Linked DNA regions of Mus musculus: all the other regions are linked to region 1. Evidence: chromatin contacts called from public promoter capture Hi-C data. All regions are on one chromosome and are shown on one strand. Each heading gives the region's core, a stretch centred on a gene start, on an enhancer-like site or on the middle of the called end of the contact. The rest is flanking DNA. Distances are from core to core; before and after follow the strand shown.

Region 1 (3,849 bases), core at 417-2,916:
GTGTTTAGAACAAAAGTTTATGGGCAAATGTAATCCAGAAAGTGCATCATTCTTCAGCAGAAATTGAGGTGTAAGTTGGAAGTGGTGAAAGGATTTCAGATTCCCTGTCACCACGGAGTATCTTGTGCCTTCAAGGATGGTTTCATCTCTGGTTTTACTTAATCCAGGTGGCCAAATCCAGCCTAGCTGTTCTGAATATTAATTCTTTATAGTTACTTTGTCTATAAATACCTAAGTCCCAAGCCCCTCAAATTCAAAAGTCACACTAAAGTGCTTGAATATTAAATGGCCAGTGAAATGGCTCTGCAGCTATCATCACTTGAAGTCAACCCAGACCAGAGTTTTGACTCCTGGGACAAAGGTGGAGGAAGAGAATTGTCTCCAAAACCCTCTAAACCTGCAGGTGTGCAGTTCCATTCCCATACCCATCTTCTCAAGCACATTTGATATTCTACACTGAGAATATTCTACATCAACTATTTTCAGTCCAACTACTTGATAGGGGCAGTTGGCAGTAAGTTGGAAGCTGTCTTTGTTGTCTTTATATTCTTCAGTAAAATCACATGCTTCCACAGCATAGACAGCTCAGCCATCTAGCACTGGCTACCCTTCCCCTGCCCTACTACTTTATCATTCTAAATCTTGACTATCTTATGGCAGTTGCCCCCGTTTGCATCCTGACCTGGTGGTTTCAGATTTTGCAGTGACTAAGGTAATCATAGCCATCATCTCTGTTCCCAAAATTCCAGTTTTTTGTTTTCATTACAACGGAAATACCATATCTGGGCTACTTAAGCAGAATCGACTAGCCTTATTTGCCCATTTTTGTCCTCTTCCTATATTGGTTCCTTTAAAAAAAAAAAAGTCGAGTACTCACAAGGGTCATTATTTCTAAGTTTTGTGTTTTGCTTGTGTCACCACCACCTTATAGGACTTGTCTGCCCATTATAACAAAGTACTGGTAGTTTTATTTTCTTAAGTGCATTTAGAACCTTAGTATTAAGTCTAGGGCTGTATTGGTGACTTAAAACAATATGGCTAGGCATCATGAAGTCTTTAAAGTCCATTGAAATTTAGATTGATATTGAAGTTGGTGCGTAAATTTGGGGAAGGAATTCGTTTTAGATAACAGAACTTGTGCCCAAAAATATAGGATAAACCGATTTCACGTGGCTCATGCTAAAAGGAAAGCAGACATACTTACGGGTATCCTTGTGGATGTGGTTGGATGAGCTTTGAGACCCAATGTTGGGCTTTTAGTACACTTGGCATGAGTAAGAAAAGCCTGCAGAGTACCGCGGCCACGATCGTTGGTACAAAGTCTACAGACATTCTCAGACTGCTGCCGGATGGAGGTTCAAGTAAGATGAATTAAACAATTACTGGGCTAGTTTCATATAAAAGTAGGGAGGTCGATAAAACAACACCTACGCTAGCAACAGCTATTGCCTTGTACAACCCTGCTATAGAGGTTTTTTTCAACATAGCAACAGTGGACGAGTTCCTGTACCAGTGGCAACGGCAAATGCGAGACACCCGGATATCTAAACGATTACTTCCGCCTGTCATAGCCAGGTTACCCGCAGCAAATGGCGAAATGGCGGCCGGGAGTTAGTGCGCAAGCGTAGCGGAGATCCGCGGCGTGTTCTTACGTCATCACTAAGCGTCGAAGCCATGGAAGGTCCCATAGCTGTAGTGGTCCCCTCCCTTCTGAGCACTTGCCCACGTGCTGTCTGCCACTTAAGCGGATTCACGTGCAGCGGCGGCCCCGGCGTAGCTCAGCTGTGTAGAATTTTCTCCAGCAGATTGGTCAGCCTGGGTAGCAACTCGGTGTCTTCACGTGCTTCCGTTGTGCAGCTGCCTGGTGTCGGCCGGAGCAGGGCGCAGGTACTCTTTGCAAGGGACTGGGTCGGATGTTGAGATGTGCGTTTGGGTCTTTCACTGGCCGGTAGGGCTGGCTCGAGTACGGAAGCTTCTGTACCGGCTGGTGCCTGTATCTTCGGACTCTTCGCCTGGACTGCCCTACAGACAGACGTTCCTGGTCCGGGATACTCTGACATGCGGGGCTGGCTTCTCGAGCGCTTTCCGGGAGTGTGGCTCCTTCCCACACTCGGGCTTCTTCTCTCTCTTTGAGAGAATGGGTTGGTGTCAAAACTATTTTCTGAGAAACTCGGCTCCTCGTAGCAGTGGTAGGCTTTGAACTAACGCGGTTTAGTCCCAGATATTCTGCTCTTAAATACTGCAGTATGCCAGTTTATTTGCACTATTTAGCTGTCTCAGTCAGGACATTTGACAGTGCACCTCGTGATGCTTAGTACCCGGTGCTGTGTGTACAAGAATGGATACAGCCGAATGAAAATGACTTGTCGATCAGGTTGTGGTGGCGTATACCGTTAATTCCAGCGCTTGGAAGGTGGAGCCTGGAGTATTTTTTGGAGCTCGAGGCCAGTCTGGTCTGCATAGTGAGACTGTTTGAAAAAACAAAACAAAGCAAACAACAACAACAACAAAACCCAATACGATTCATCTTATTTTCTCTTTCCAATAATGCTTTCCTTATGTATTAAACGTTTCTTGGAACCAGTAATTTTAGATCGTTATCAGATCCCTCACTCTGGCCATTAATTTTACATTAGTTTTGTGTGTAGTTGTATTTCATCTACTTTTAAAAGTACTTTTTAGAATTAAAGCTTGTACTCAGGGGCCTTACCTGTTAATTCTAAGACTCTCCTATTATAACAAAAAATAAGACTCCCCCCCCCCCCCCCCCCCAAGACAGGGTTTCTCTGTATAGCCCTGGCTGTCCTGGAACTCACTCTGTAGACCAGTCTGGCCTCTAACTCAGAAATCCGCCTGCTTCTGCCTCCCAAGTGCTGGGATTAAAGGCGTGGGCCACCACTGCCTGACAAGATAAGACTTTTAACAATTAAGCTGGACTCGTTAACATTAGGTACCCATTCATTTTTTGTAGGTGTTTATGTGGCTGGCAACATAAAGCTTACAAACTGAGTTGCTTTGGACTTGGGTAGATCCCAGTGTAAAGTCTATTTGTTACATCAGTGCCTTGGGATACTAGATTTTTTTTTCTTTTAAGACTTATTTATTTATTATATCTAAACACACTGTAGTTGTCTTCTGACGCACCAGAAGAGGGTGTCAGATCTCATTAAGGATGGCTGTGAGCCACCATGTGGTTGCTGGGATTTGAACTCAGGACCTTAGGAAGAGCAGTCAGTGCTGAGCCATCTCTCCAGCCTGGGATACTAGATTTTTTTTTTACTGCTTTCCCCTTCTAAACAGGCGCCATTTATTGTGATACTGTTTTGTGTTAAGACCTGTTAAAGCCTATGTTTAGGGAAGGAGGTTTTGTTTAAAGCACAACAGGTTCCTGAATTTTAAAATCACACATAGCCTGACACTCTAATACCGGGGGAGTGTGATTGATTGTCTTAATTTTTTTGGGGGGGGGGGCCTATTTGTTATAGGTAATTTGATAACATTTATATTTTATTAAATGCTGGAGGAATTGAGTTTAGGTCCCCAGCTAGGCAAATATTGTACTACTGTACACCCAATAACCCATATGGTACTTTTTAAAATCACCTGTATAGAGCCGTTAGTGTGGCTTCTCACCCAAAGAAACACATTGAATCAGAAATATTTGTTTTCTCTCATTTTATACGTAACATATGAATTTAAGCTTTTATTATTATTATTACTATGTTTTAATTGTGTGTGTTGTGTGGGGTCAGAGAAGAACTTCTTCTTTTTTTTTGGGGGGGGGGGTTTGGTTTTTTGAGACAGGGTTTCTCAGCCCTGGCTGTCCTGGAACTCACTCTGTAGACCAGG
Region 2 (3,849 bases), core at 914-3,413, 830 kb before region 1:
TATATATATATATATATATATATATATACACTCGTGTGTGTGTGTGTGTGTGTGTGTGTGTGAGAGAGAGAGAGAGACAAAACCTGTAACCCTGAGAGAGAGAGAGAGAGAGAGAGACAGACAGACAGACAGACAAAACCTGTAACCCTGCTGGATTTGGTGAAAATTATAATGAGTGTTCATGAGTTTTCCCTTCAACTTTTGTTGTAAACTGCACAATAAAATTCAAAGGAGGAATGCCTGTTACAGATGCTGAAGCTGAAAGATTGCAATGAGTTCAAGACCTGCCTGAGTTGCACAGTACTCCTAGATTAAAAAAGAAAAAAAAAAGGCTAGATGTGCATGTACCATCTTTACTCCTAGCACTCAGCAAGGCAGAGGTTCAAAGCCAGACTGGTCTATGTAGCAAGTTCCATGCCAGCCAGGCCTACATAGGGGCAACTGTCAAAATAAAAGGGGTTTGGAGAATGGAGGTTTATAAAGTCTCATCACAGTTCTCATAGAAAACATCACACACTGTGTTACTAAGGCTTTTAACTCAGTGGTTGATTGCTTCCCTGCATGCATAAGGCCCGGGGTTCAACCTCTAGCTGGGGTGGAGCAGGATGACCCACAACAAAAACTAAAACCCGCATAGTTCTAAAACAAAAGCATGGCAAATTTTTGTCTTTACAAATTTATATAAAACAGTGAATTTCAGACACATCCAATGAAACCTCAACACCACTCCTTCACTTTCAGAAAATAAAAATGCCAGCCCGGTAAGAGTAGAGTAAAATAAACAGTTTTAGAAAAATAGTTCAAAGACACTGCATTCGTGGGCACCCTGACTTTAGATAAAATGCAAAAGCACTGCCAAGACTTGGAATTAAATTGGTCCTCAAGCGTTTCAGTCACCAAAGTAATTAAGTTCTAATTTGCCTACACTTCATTAACATACAGTCCTATTTTACCTCATCTGTCAACCTCCAATAATTTCTATTTTATTAGCTGGGGATTTGGGAAAAAGAAAAGAAATAAAAATACAAGCGTATTTCATTGCTATAGCAATAAGAAATTTAGGACTTTGTTTTCTTTTAAAACTAAATATACGTGGATCAAGATCAAAACACACACCTTTCAAAAACTCAGTTTTGTTTTTTACAGTAAAAGCCAAACACTAGCCTACAAAATTTAGGATATAAAAGAGCAAAAGAACCAAACATGGAGATGGACGCCTGGAGGCCAAGGAAGCAATCCTGTCAGAAGGTCCTGCCTAGTCAGGGCTACACTGTGAAAACCTATCCAAAACAAACAAACAGCCAAACAGCAAAAGGGTGAGATCTCCTATCTAAAAGTCCCATTTGTAAAATACTTATGTATCATTCATATCTAACCATCCAAACAGATGGTGCCTACAGTGACTAAAGCACATTTCGAGTTTTCAGTTTACCAAATTCTGCAATGTTTGCGTGGTCGTAAAAGCAAAAATAAAGTGTTCCTAAACGAGAGGGGAAGAAAGCGAATCCACAAAATTCCCCCAAAGCTCGGAAGAGCCGTGGCTCTTTTTACCTTCGCTCTCTCGGGGGCCGAATTTTCCAGACTGATTTCGTTATTTCTGGGGACAGAGGACTGGGGGGCAGACGAGGAAAACACTGCCAGCGCAGATACACGTTAGAACAATCTGGGACTACCGGAACACTAAAGTGGTATGAAATACACCGTCCCGACCGAAGAAACTGCAATGGCCAGGGCGAAGCGACGTCTCTGCCATTGTCTAAGTCCCATACTTATTCGTACGAACGCCACAGAGAAGCCCAAACCTGGGAGACTTCGGGGGATGCGCTCCCGATCCCCGGGCTCACTAGCTCTTCAGGGCCCTTGCTCACGCGAACGGGGTGCTCGCACCCACAGGGCTAGAGAGAGAAGAGGTCGCCACGAGGCCCCACCGCTCCCGTTCCTCACCTGCTCCGCGGCTGCGTCTCCTGACATGGCCTCGGGGGACTACAACGTACGCACCAGCCGGCAAAGGGAAGCTAGAAAAGGAAAATTAAACTAAAGGCAAACCCCACCAAAACCAGGAACACTACCCCTGTCCCTCAGAGCCAAAGCCGCCGCCAAATCCGCTGCCGCCGCCGCCGCCGCCGCCGCCCACTCAGATTTGAATTAAAATGGCTGCGCCCCAGCCGGCAGAGGGGGTGTGAGGCGCTTCCGTATTCACTTCCGGGACAGTGGGCGGGGCTGAGGCTTAACTCCCGGATTATTGGAGGTGCACAAGCGCAGAGCGCTCCCAGAGGGCGGGCTCAGTGCGTGAGCTAACGTCACGCCCGGAACTGATGACGCCGCTGTCCAGATTTCCGAGGCCGGCCGGAAAGATCCACCCGATTGGCCTGGGAGCTCCCGCGCTTCTTGGAATTTCACGACTGAGTTGCAGAGCCGAGCTCCTCCCTGCTGAAGCCTGACTGCCAATCCGCTCTGTACAGGCAAACTGACCATTTTAGGGAATAGCGTTGAGAGTTAGTGAATACCTCTCGTGTTTCGGGAATAAGGAGTCTACTAACGCGTTCTGTACGTTTTCTTTTCTTGGGGAGGAGAGGAACACATCAAGTCTGTTTTTTGTTTTTTTGTTTTTTTGTTTTTTTGTTTTTTGTTTTTTTTTTTTTACTTTTGCTGTCACCGTTCACTATTAGACCGGGGATTTTAGTTTAGCGTCTCACCACGATCTCTTATCTGCAAAATTGCGTTGATAGTGGCGAAGGAATGTTGCTTTGCATCCAGACTTCTCACCTACTATAGAGGAGTAGACTGGGCAATTTGCATTATCTGCGTCTCTGTTTCCTTGCCTAAAGATAGGAATAGCAACAGCAGCTAAGATTTAACTTAAAAGGTAAAAGCTCTTATTTGGCTTACGAGTAACCAGGAGGTTATTGAGCGGTGGTGGCACAAGTCTTTAATCACAGTACTCGGGAGACAGAGGCTGGATGGATCTCTGAGGGCAGCCTGGTGTGTAGAGCCCACGGACGAGGGCCATACAATGAGATGCATATATCTTTTTAAGCAAATAGATGCATGAATCAAATGTACATATATTGAGTCACTGCAACATTTGATAATGGAGTCTGAATATTTCAGAAGTCTCCCTCAATGGGGCGTTACTCTTTTAAACTGTTGCTGATGTGACTGACTTAGAAAAATATCCACAATGAGCCAGGATGGTTCAAAGAGTGGAGGTGCTTGCCGTGATGGCCAAAAAACTTGAGTTTGATCCTGGCATCCAATGAGTTGACAGGATAGAACCGACTCCAGGAAGTTATTCCTTGACCTCCACACATGCACTATGGCTTGCAAACTCCTGCACTTACAAACACACAGGCACTCACAAGATAAATATATAAATCTAAAAATAGCCACAAAATTAAGCCAGAAATATAAAATAGCTTATGTGTATATATGTGTGCATGTGTGTGTGCACGCCTATGCGTGCGTGTATTCATCAAAACATTTAAAGAGGTTATTGTTAATGTCACAGATGCAAGGAGAAAGACCACCAACCCAAATCATGATCAAGTTAATTAAAGCAAGACTTTTTTTTTTTTTTTTTTTTTTCATGCACACAGGCTGTCTCTAAGGTCTGGGTCCAAGAGATCAGCCTTGGATGTGGGGAAGATACAGGTGTTTATAGTTCAAGAGTAGAGAGTTGTCAAATGGAAGATTTTGCAGGCAAATAAGAGAGGCTACGAAGCAGAACATAACAAGCTGGTCATAACCTGAAACAAAGTCATGGCTGCCAGGTGATAATAACAAGGTGGTCAAAAGAAGGTGATCATAACAGCAGGTGAGCACAATACACTTCTGAAACAAAGGTGCGGT
Region 3 (3,849 bases), core at 359-2,858, 650 kb before region 1:
AGATAAAGATTAAAAGACAACTCTCAGGAGCTGTTTTTGTCTTACCATGTAGGTAGGTCCCAGGGACCAAGCTCAGATTGCCGGTCTTGGTAGCAGGTGGCCTCGCTCCATGAACTGTCTCACCAGCCCTGGGACTTTTTTGAGTGCTGATATGGCACAGAGGTGTTTCATATTTTTTTGAGCATTTCTGATTTTAAGAACCCACACTACTGCAGTTCAGATCTGAAATGCACGATAAGACACACCTGCTCTCTGAAGTTAGCGTGTGCAAATACATCTCCTGCTTTGCAGTCTAACTGCCGTCCTGCGGACACAGGTGAGGGGGAGACAAGCCTTCTCCAGAACCATGGGCCATCGTGGTATGTGTGTGTGTGTAATAGAGAGAGAGAGAGAGAGAGAGAGAGAGAGAGAGAGAGAGAGAGAGAGAGAGAGACAGAGACAGAGACAGAGACAGAGACAGAGAGAGACACACACAGAGAGAGAGGATGAATGAGAGAGCAGCTTCCATTTCTCAGCATCCCCCTGCTTGCTGTGCTGGGCCTGGAACACACCAGGCCAGGCCGGCCTCAGAGGTTTGACCTCACGGATCTCTTTAGATTGTTTCTTCAGCTTGCCTTGTTCCTTGACCTCCTTCTGGTCTTCTCCCACATGTCACCTTCTCAGTGAAGCCTCTTTACCTCCTGTTTACTGCTGCAATACCTCCATCTCCACTTTCCAGCATTTTACCTTACCATTTTCTCTGAGGCTTTTTAAGCACTGTCTGGTAGTCAATTTATTACCTACAGAGATTATGTTTGTGGCTCCTGTCCAAGTGTCTGGAATAGGGCCCGGCATATAACAGGGCCAGGTCAGTGCAAATGCTTTTCCCTGACACAGTCGCTGGCAAGCAATGGGTGCTGCTGGGTTTGCTGCTATCCTGTGGACAACTTATTGACTGAAGGGAGTTTGAAGCACCTGCGAACTAGATAGCCTGCTCAAGGGTACAGATGCAGAACAAGGGTAAGGGCAGAAGGACAACTCAGCTGACTCTGCCCTTTCATCCTACTAGAGAGAGACTGACTAGTCAGCTCTCTTATTTGGGAAAGACTTTTTGGAAATGCCTGTAGTTGTCCCAAAGCTCAATGCACTGCCTCTCTCATAGTATGGCTGCAACAAATGTTTATAACGTGTTTTATTTACTTCAGTGTTTCATTGCAAATAGGGCACAACAGCTCTAGTTCTTTGGGGGTAAATTTGGCAGGCAGGTGTCTGCCAGCCCCCCAGAGTAGCAGTGAACAACCTGCACCAAGCTCTTCCGCTCATCCTCGGAAAGCTTTTCCAAGATGCAGGTTGAGCACCTAGCTTTCTCAGCACGTTGACCGTCGACCGTGAAGGTATCTAGGTGTCCAGTCCCTTCTCCGGTCAGAGGGCTATCCCAGCCTACCTTTCCTTCTCACGATCTGGGAACCCTGGGCGGAGGAAAGTCCCCCTCAACGAGGACCTCGCCAGCGCAGGGCAGGGTTCAGCCCCGCGCGCGGGAGCTGGGGGCGCGCGGTGGTTTCGCGCGGGGATGCGCGCGCGCGCCTGCCTCGCCTCCCTTGCCCGCTCCTGTGCTACGTGCTTTCTTTGTCAATGAGGCGCCGCTCGGAGCTGCAGTAGCTTTCGCGGCTGGAGCCAGAGCCTAGCGATCCAGTGAACCGACAGAGATAGAGACCTGGGCGCAGGGGCGGCGGCGGGCGGCACGCTGCACGAGCTAGGTCCGCGGGTCTCCGTGTCTCGCAGCCTCGCGCTCGAGGTGTAGCATCCGGCCCTGGGGAGGGGACCGGGGCGCCGCCCGTCCCACCCTCGCCGCACCGTGGGAACCCCCATGCAACCCCGGTACCCGCGCGCCTGAAGCCGCGGCTCCATTGAGCCCGCCTCCCACCGAGGCAGGACGAGCGAGCAGCTCGCACCTCCTGCCTCCCTCCGACTCCCGGGCCATGGCCCGAGATGCCCGGTGAGGAGCGGTGCGCGGAGGGCTGGGCTCACCGGCGCGGTGTGGAACGAGGCAGCGGCCTGGATGTATGAACAGTCCCTATGGCTCTGCAGGAGGCGAAGCCCCAGGGCCCGAGCGAAGCTGAGCCGGCAGCGCGGGAGCCCAGGGACCGGCTCCGGGAGCAAGGGCTCTGCGGGGCGGGCGGGATCGCCGCGCGTTGCCAGGGCGTGAGAAGCTCCGAGGCCCGCCGGTCCGAGGATGTGCTGCTGCGGCGGCCGCTGCTGCTGGGACTCTTGCTGCTGGCTGCCCTCTCCGGGCACTGCTGGGCCGACTCCGGTAAGCGCTTGGCAGCGGCTCTCCGCCCGCGGCGGGGTCTGGAGCCGCTTAACCGCGTGGTGGTGGGTGGTGGGCTCTTTGCAGCACCGCCAGGCTTTTATTTGCCCTTAGCAGTTGCACCAGCGGGCGAACTGTCAGAAATCTGTCTCTTGAGAAGGCATCGTGGGCGGTGAAGAAAGAGGCACGTTTTTATCTTTAATTTTTCCTCCCTGGACAAGTTGTAAATGCTTCCTGGTGGTCCCACAAACACGCTTCCTTTAGCTAGACATGGCGTAGTTAGGATAGCATAAAAGAGACCTGTTCAGTGGGATGTTGTGGATGTTTTGGGCTTCCCGTTGCTAGTATTCACTTTGTCTTAAGTGCAAGGAATGACCTGAGAGTTTGAAGCAATTTCTGTGTCAAAATAGCGTTCCCCCGTTGCTCATAACAGGTTCCCCTCCCTTCCTTTTGGGAATGAGGTACTTAAAATAATTGATTGCATTTTGCAAAAGGTTCAGGCATTGATCAAATGTATACCTATTTTTTACAAGAGGCTCGTTGAAGAAGAGTCACTCTTGGTGCTCAGACCACCAACGATCCTTCAGAAACAGATTTCTGTACTTCCGCGGACGATTTTGTGGATCTGTTGTAACTATTTGGGCAGAATTATTCTGCAGAAGTGCTTTGAAACTTACACTGCGCGGCCAGCCATGGTCTTTGAAATAAGAATGATTGCTATGACTCCCGTGAAGGGCAAGCTTCTGTGTTTGTGGTGGAATTCTAGATTATAGATACATTCAGCCTAACAAATGCAAACCTCTCATTTTAGGTAACTGGTTTCTGTAGTGCTGCAGCTTTTAGTGAGGACCAAGGAGAACCGCCCCTCGCCCTCCAACACGTGTCTATGTATGGCCTTTCCCCATATCAGATTGGAAGTCCCAGTTTTGAAGGAGCTTATACCAGTTTTAAATTACGTATTCTGGTGGGCTATATCTATATAACTGTTTAATTTAAAGCCATTTCCCTTTGATTCACTTAAAAGTCACTGACAAGGAGTCTGTGTGTCCAGGAATTTCTGTTGTGATTCTTTCTTGTAGTTCCAAAATTCAGTAGTTGACCTTCTAGGGACTCCGACCCTCTGGCTTTATATATGTGACACAATGTTGAGAGAAGTCATGAAGAAGGCATAAGGAAGCCCCTTAGTGACCACCGGCTGAGAACCACAGAGGTTTTGGTTAGCACTCACCCAATTCTTGATAGTTCTGTAAACCGTTTGAGAGCTTTTATGCCTTGAATGTTGCTCATTTGCTCGCAGAGACTGAGAACTGTTCAGCCATCTGTGACGTGAAATTTAGCTTTCCTGTATTGCCCCATTCAGGCCCATGCCAGCCGATTTTTTTTGACAGGGTTTTGGATTTCTGATCTCCCTTCCAACCTTTGTATTTGGCTCCTTCTCAACCTCTGAGTCTTTGCTTGGCTCATCTTTCAGTCAGCCAGAACCTTCTCTAGGGGACTTGTCATCTTCATCTTTTGCTCTTAGTCTGCCCCCCCCCTCCGCTTTTTTCTTGAAGTATACTGGT

Evidence for each region. Promoter capture Hi-C pulls out the DNA fragments that hold promoters and counts their contacts.
Region 2: a contact with region 1 is called in a promoter capture Hi-C map of erythroid cells, with 19 times the contacts expected there. The contact joins the promoter of Cstf3 here to the promoter of Nat10 in region 1. A contact is called at or near these places in 4 of 39 promoter capture datasets (erythroid cells, hippocampal neurons, liver and 1 more), 3 of 484 Hi-C or Micro-C datasets (B cells, CD8 T cells and pro-B cells), 2 of 115 datasets of contacts at active chromatin or transcription factors (astrocytes and memory CD8 T cells) and 1 of 9 other capture datasets (adipose tissue).
Region 3: a contact with region 1 is called in a promoter capture Hi-C map of hippocampal neurons, with 2.9 times the contacts expected there. The contact joins the promoter of D430041D05Rik here to the promoter of Nat10 in region 1. A contact is called at or near these places in 1 of 39 promoter capture datasets (hippocampal neurons), 1 of 484 Hi-C or Micro-C datasets (nephron progenitors) and 1 of 9 other capture datasets (adipose tissue).

Annotation. Positions count from the first base shown.
Region 1 is chr2:103,759,087-103,762,935 of GRCm38.p6, reverse strand. It overlaps Nat10 (N-acetyltransferase 10), which reads left to right and starts at 1,666. Exons shown (of 29, transcript NM_153126.3): 1 at 1,666-1,887.
Region 2 is chr2:104,588,798-104,592,646 of GRCm38.p6, reverse strand. It overlaps Cstf3 (cleavage stimulation factor, 3' pre-RNA, subunit 3), which reads right to left and starts at 2,163. Exons shown (of 21, transcript NM_145529.3): 1 at 1,945-2,163. The coding sequence starts at 1,971.
Region 3 is chr2:104,408,370-104,412,218 of GRCm38.p6, reverse strand. It overlaps D430041D05Rik (RIKEN cDNA D430041D05 gene), which reads left to right and starts at 1,608. Exons shown (of 21, transcript NM_001368844.1): 1 at 1,608-2,290. The coding sequence starts at 2,056.